Regions from separate parts of the Mus musculus genome. Here region 2 is linked to region 1. Evidence: chromatin contacts called from public promoter capture Hi-C data. All regions are on one chromosome and are shown on one strand. The core of a region is the stretch at or near the end of the contact, and the rest is flanking DNA. Distances in the headings are between cores, read along the strand shown.

Region 1 (2,911 bases), core at 343-2,842:
GTGCTCGGATGGGTTAACACAGGCCCCAGGATTGCGGCCTTAGTCACCAAGGTGTCCTGTTTCCTGGGAGCTGCCAGGCACAAGGCGCAGAGAGTCTGCGCACAACCACAAAGTGAGAACAGAGCCAGGTCTGGTAGCTCACACCTGTAATGCTAGCATTGGGAAGCTGAGGCAGGAGGATTGCCATTAGTACATGGAAACAAGACACTGTCTCAACCAAAGAAAAAAAGAAACAAAAGAAGAATTCTTTTAAAATGGGGGCTAAGGATGTAACCCAGCAGAATGTTGGCCTGGCATCCCCAAACCCCGGTTTTATTCCCCAGAACCAGGCATGGTAGCATGTTGGCACGTGTCTCTAATCTCAGAAGTAGAGGCAAGAGCGTCATGGTCATCGTCTGCTGCATGGTGAGTTCAAAGCCGCCCTGGGCTAGGTGAGAACTTGTCTGCCCCTCCCACCAAAATAAAATAAAATAGACTAGCCAGCAAGATGGCTCAGCCGGTGAAGGTCTTTGTTGCCAAGTTCAATGAATCCCCCAGGACCTACACGATGGAAGGAGAGAACTGGCTCCTGCTAGCTATCCTTTGACCTCGACGCACAAACCATGGCATGTGCACACATGCACTCGAACACTCAAACACACACACACACACACACACACACACACACACACACACGTGCATGCTCACACACACAATAAATATAAAATTTTGTAATTTAAAAATTTGAAAGAGAAGGACTGGTATCAGCAGAAGCAATCCCACAGCATCTTAGTTCCCAGGGATAACTCCAGGGAAGCGAGTCTCCTCTCCCTTCCGTTTCAAGTCAGAACACAGGAAATCTGGGAGAGTCTGTGAGTCCACTGAGGCCACATGGGTAGGGAGAGGCCTGAATGTGGGTCTGGGACCAGGCAATGCAATGCAATGCTCCCAGGCAAAAGAGAAAAAGAGGCCACCACAGCGAGCCTCAGGGCCAACCTCGTCCAGGCAAAGGGTCTTAACAAACAACAGTATTCTCTAGTCACTGTCCTACCCTGTCCCACGCCCCTGTTGGGCTCTACTCTTTTCCCAGTGGACAAAGCTCACTTACTCTGTCTGGGGTGGTGCAGCTGCTGGGTCCAGGTCTGTGGGAAGAGCAAAGAGAGAGAGCTTGTGAGACAGAGGTTGGCCCCAGGAACTGAGCCTATTCCCACCCCCTGTTCCCCGCCCCTCGAAGGAACCAGGGTGCCTATAGAATCCCTTGCCTTTCCTTGGCCCCTCTCTAGTGAGTAAGTTCCCTACCTGTCCTGCCTGCCCCACACCGCCCCCATGGCCCAACCTCAGTCAGAACTAGCACCCTGTCTACCAGGCTTCCACCAACCCCAGCTCTTGGAAGGGTTGCTATCTGCAGGAGGTTCCTGCTGATCCAGTCCCTGGTAAGATGACAGATCTGAGAGCCCAGCAGCTGGCATTTACTGACAACATGACTGGACCCTCCCACCCCTGGGGTGCTGGCTCGCCAAGCAGACAGATGGGTTCTTTGGAGCCATGGCTGGAAGGTTACAAGAGCTGAGGGCCCTAGCAGAAACTCCAGCCAAGCGATTCCATTTAGGCCCGGACAGAGTGCAAGCCAGATGTTGCAGGAATGCTAGGAATTCCTTTCCCAAGAGAAGCAGGATATAGTCTCTTCCCAGTGGCTCCCTTTCCTGCCTACTGGAGACCCTAGGAGCCTGAGATTCCCCACCAGTTCTCCGGGATTTGCCTGCAAACCCCACTTGCCTGGTGGAGACTCCCAGAGACAGCTTACCTGAGCCCGGGACAGTGTCAAAGCAGATCAGCGAGGGCTCTGTGTCCCTCTCAGGGGCGAGGCCAGGGACAACCAGGCCAGAGCTGGTGTCCTCCTCCTCATCACTGTCATCAAACTCAAAGGCTTCTCCGGAGTCCTCCTCCACCTCGGGGGAGGGGCCTGGAGCGCTGGGAGCCAGGGGAGCTCCTGGAAGAGAGGAGGGGTTAGTGGGCTATGGGACAGGGTCTGAGGCTCACACTGTTCAAGCCAGAGGGTCTGCTGTGTTCCCAAAGCATCCTGGGCCCTGGGGCGGGTCCTGAGGAGAGGGCTCTGCAAACAGTCTCTCCTTTCAACCTTTTGAGACTAGGCCCTGGCTGGCCTGGAGCTCAGAGATCGACCTGCCTCTGGTTCTCCAATGCTGGGATTAAAAGCGGGCGCCACCATGCCAAGCTGATTTCCCAGTTCTTTTAAATGCACAGGGAAGACACCTATTTCTGTGTGTTCCCGTGCTAATGCTTTTTTGTGAAAGCAAGCAAGTTCTTTATTCCATATGTATTTAGGTGTAAAACAGCCTGTTGTAAAACACGGTGGGGTGGGGGTGCAGGGCTAGCTGGAGCTAGGTGTAAGACCTGAGCTCCTAACACAGAGGTCTCCAGTAGGGCCTCACTTCCTGCTCCTCCCCTCCTGGTTTGTCCTCTGGCCCCTTCCTCATTCTTCACAGCTCAGCTTGGAGGTATCTCTAAGCTCACTGGCAAGGGGCTTCCCTCTGCTCCAGCCTCTCGCTTGGCTCACCCTGGTCTTGCATGGCCAGCTCGGGCTTATTCTGTATGGCATGTAATCTCTGCCAATTATGGATCCCAAATACCTTAGCAGACTGCACCCTTTACCGTCAGGGCCTGATTGGGCCTGGCTGTGGCTCTGCAGTTTTTGTCTAACTACTGAAGGACTGGGGTTTCTGTCCATCGGGGTACACTCCTGACTCTGAGGGTCCCCCTGAGGCAGGGCTACCTAGCTGAGAGTGGAACCTCACCAATGCAAGTCACATGGCTCCCGTTGGGTCCCTCCCCTGTACAATGGAAAAGAAAAGCAGTACTCCCTAGGGCTGGCTGCAGGGCCTCAAACATTCCTCAGTCTCAGCGTCTTTGGCAC
Region 2 (2,929 bases), core at 300-2,799, 160 kb after region 1:
GTTGGAGCAGTACATATTCTTGACCGCTGAGCCAACCCTCCAGCAACACTAATAGATTCTATTTAAAGATGAGTAGTAAAAAATACAAGTATATGTGCATGCATGGGTTATTAATATGATAAAAAGAGATATAAATAATAGGACTTGGGGAACACAGAACTATCTGCTACAAAAAGCAGTGCACGTATGTATGTGTATATGTGTGCATGTATATGTGTATATGTGCATGTGTATATGTGTGCATATGTGCATGCATATATGTGTATGTGTGTATGTATGTGTGTTTGTATGTGTGTAGTGTGTGTTTGTAAAGCATTTATAAGGTATAGAGACCCCGTGTGTAGAATGGAGGTCCTCACTTCCCACCCTGAAGAGCAGTTATTACACTGTGATTCGTGTCTTCCAGTGCACTTGTGTTAACTGAATAACTGTCAGAGGTCCATGGAGCTGGAAAGTCACTGCAGCTGAGGGCGACCTTGAGCCTCTGACCCTCAATCCTCTGCCTCTCAAGGGCTGGGAGTACAGATGTGCGTCAGCACACCTGCCTTATGCAGGACTGGGAACGAAACCCCGGGCTTCATGCTACCTAGAGAAGTTCTCTCCCCTCACCCTCGGCTGTCATCCATGTTTCTCTATGTAACTCTCTAGGGAGGGATATTTATGAAACACCAGATACATGCATGGCTAGAAATGATCATTTTTCTTTGCTTACTCAAAAGTAAGATCTGGTCACGATGTGTCATGGGGAGAAGCCTTGTTGAGGAGGGGATGGGGGTGTATTGTGTGGAGGGAGAGGGCAGCTCTGGCTCCTCCCTCCCTCCCTCCCTCCCTCCCCTCCCTCCCTCCCTCCCTCCCTCCGTTTTTTCTTCCTTTTTGAGACGGGATCTCACTCTATTGCCCTGACTGGTCTTGAACTCACGGAGACCTGCCTGCCTATGTCTCCAGGTGCTGGGGTTAAAGGTGTGCACCCTTGGCAGCTCTTTAGTGCCCTGATCATCACTTACCCACCCCAGTGATGTAGATCAGGGCTTGGACTGGGGAGGTCTTGGGTCCATAGTATGAAACTCGAACCTATAAGACAATAGCAGACATTTATGATTTCTCTTAGTCACTCAACAAACAAGTTTGAGCTCTGCTGTATGCCCGCTCAATCCAGCTCAACTCTGCTAATTACGAAGTTGTAGAAAATGGTCCCAAAGGAGCTCAGAGATGGAGGGACCCGCCCGGCCTGAGAAAAGGGGGTAAGGGAAGAGTCCATGAGGGGTGCTTATTTATTGGCTAATTTTATGTCACCTTGACACAAACCAGAGTCGTCTGAAAGGCCGGAACTTCAATTGAGAAAATGCCTCCTTAATATCCAACTGGTGGGCATTTTCATAATTAGTGTTTGATGAGGGAGGGCCCAGCCCATTGTGGGTGGGGCCATCCCTGGGCTGGTGGTCCTGGGTTCTATAAGAAAGCAGGCTGAGCAAGCCACAAGGAGCAAGCCAGTAAGCAGCCAGTAAGCGGAACTTTCTATCAGCTCCAGCTTCCAGGTCCCCACCCTGTGTGAGTTCTTGTGCTGACTTCCTTCTATGATGAACAGCGATGTGGAAGTGTGAGCCAGATAGACCTTTTCCTCCCCAACTTGCTTTTGGTCACGGTGGTTCATCATAGCAACAGCTACAGTTCTAACAAAGTATGTCTTGAGAGATTCTTGGAAGGGGAGTAGGGGATCAGCAGCTGGAAATGGGGTACAAAAAGCATTAGAGGGAAAGAAAGAGCAGGGAGTAGCCATGGAACTGGACTTCAGGTTGTCTCTCAGGCACCGGGAAGCAGGCCCTCAGCTGTAGAGCATGAGCTGTCTGTGCGGCCTCCAGATCAGAAGGCTGGGGAAGAGAGTGGGGATGGGGAGGGGGTGCACCTCAGGGGAGGAAGACATGAAGCTCTGGGCTCATCTCAGTCCCTCTGCCCAGTAAAAACTGAAACAAACAAACAAGTAAACAAAAACCCAGAGAGGGGTGTCTGATTGACCCAGCTGTCGGGGAAGGTGAGACATTAGGAGGGAGACGCTTGAGTGACATGAGCTGGGGACACCAAAAGCAACCAAAGAGCTACAAGGAAAGGAGCCTATCGTGACATCTGAGGGGTATCTGAGGGGACACACACTGAGGAGAGTCTGAGGGGACACACTGAGGAGTGTTTGAGGGGACACACTGAAGAGGTCTGAGGGGACACACTGAGGAGTATCTGAGGAGACATACTGAAGAGTGTCTGAGGGGACACACATTGAGGAGTGTCTGAGGAGACACACTGAGGAGTGTCTGAGGGGACATACACTGAGGAGAGTTTGAGGGGACAGACTGAGGAGTGTCTGAGGGGACACACTGAGGAGTGTCTGTTTGAGGGGACACACTGAGTAGTGTCTGTCTGAGGGGACACACACTGAGAAGTATCTGAGGGGAAACACACTGAGGAGTGTCTGAGGGGACACACTGAAGAGGTCTGAGGGGACACACTGAGGAGTGTCTGAGGGGAGACACTGAGGAACAAAATATTGGGGGTTCACACTTAGAAGCTCCTGAGGGAATAGAGTGAAAGAACATACTCAAAGTTCATACTAAGAAATTCTTGAGGGGACACTGAAGGACCACATGGAGGAGCCCCTGAGGGACACACTGAGAAACCACTGAGGTGCTGGGTCCTGTCCTATAGACAGTAGTTATCCTGGGCGAGGGAGGGAGGGGACAAATGACAGCATCATGAGTTCTCTGGACTCTGCAGTACATTTTAGTCTGGGCTCCCTGCCTTCAGTCTGCTCCCTGGGTGCAGGCTACTTGCTTGCTTGGCACCAGCCAGTAACATCTTTGCACAGAACTTTTCTCTGGCTTTCTGTTCGCTCCAGAAAATGAGGCTCCTAGCCTTGTGTGGTGGCACAAGTTTGATCCTA

The links. Capture Hi-C pulls out chosen DNA fragments and counts their contacts.
Region 2: a contact with region 1 is called in a promoter capture Hi-C map of adipose tissue. The contact joins two enhancer-like sites. A contact is called at or near these places in 1 of 115 datasets of contacts at active chromatin or transcription factors (pancreatic cancer cells) and 2 of 9 other capture datasets (adipose tissue and liver).

What each region holds. Positions count from the first base shown.
Region 1 is chr4:140,609,444-140,612,354 of GRCm38.p6, forward strand. Arhgef10l (Rho guanine nucleotide exchange factor (GEF) 10-like) reads right to left here. Exons shown (of 29, transcript NM_001290803.1): 3 at 1,784-1,969; 4 at 1,088-1,121. Among named protein-coding and RNA genes, the nearest start is that of Gm42335, 5.8 kb to the left of the region's middle. Within about 2 kb of position 1,593, at least 80 of the 459 cell types and tissues checked have an H3K27ac peak or open chromatin away from gene starts, as enhancers often do. A contact at or near this core is called in adipose tissue, where this site is marked.
Region 2 is chr4:140,764,567-140,767,495 of GRCm38.p6, forward strand. Padi4 (peptidyl arginine deiminase, type IV) reads right to left here. Exons shown (of 16, transcript NM_011061.2): 3 at 1,005-1,071. Among named protein-coding and RNA genes, the nearest start is that of Padi4, 8.2 kb to the right of the region's middle. Within about 2 kb of position 1,550, at least 9 of the 459 cell types and tissues checked have an H3K27ac peak or open chromatin away from gene starts, as enhancers often do. A contact at or near this core is called in adipose tissue, where this site is marked.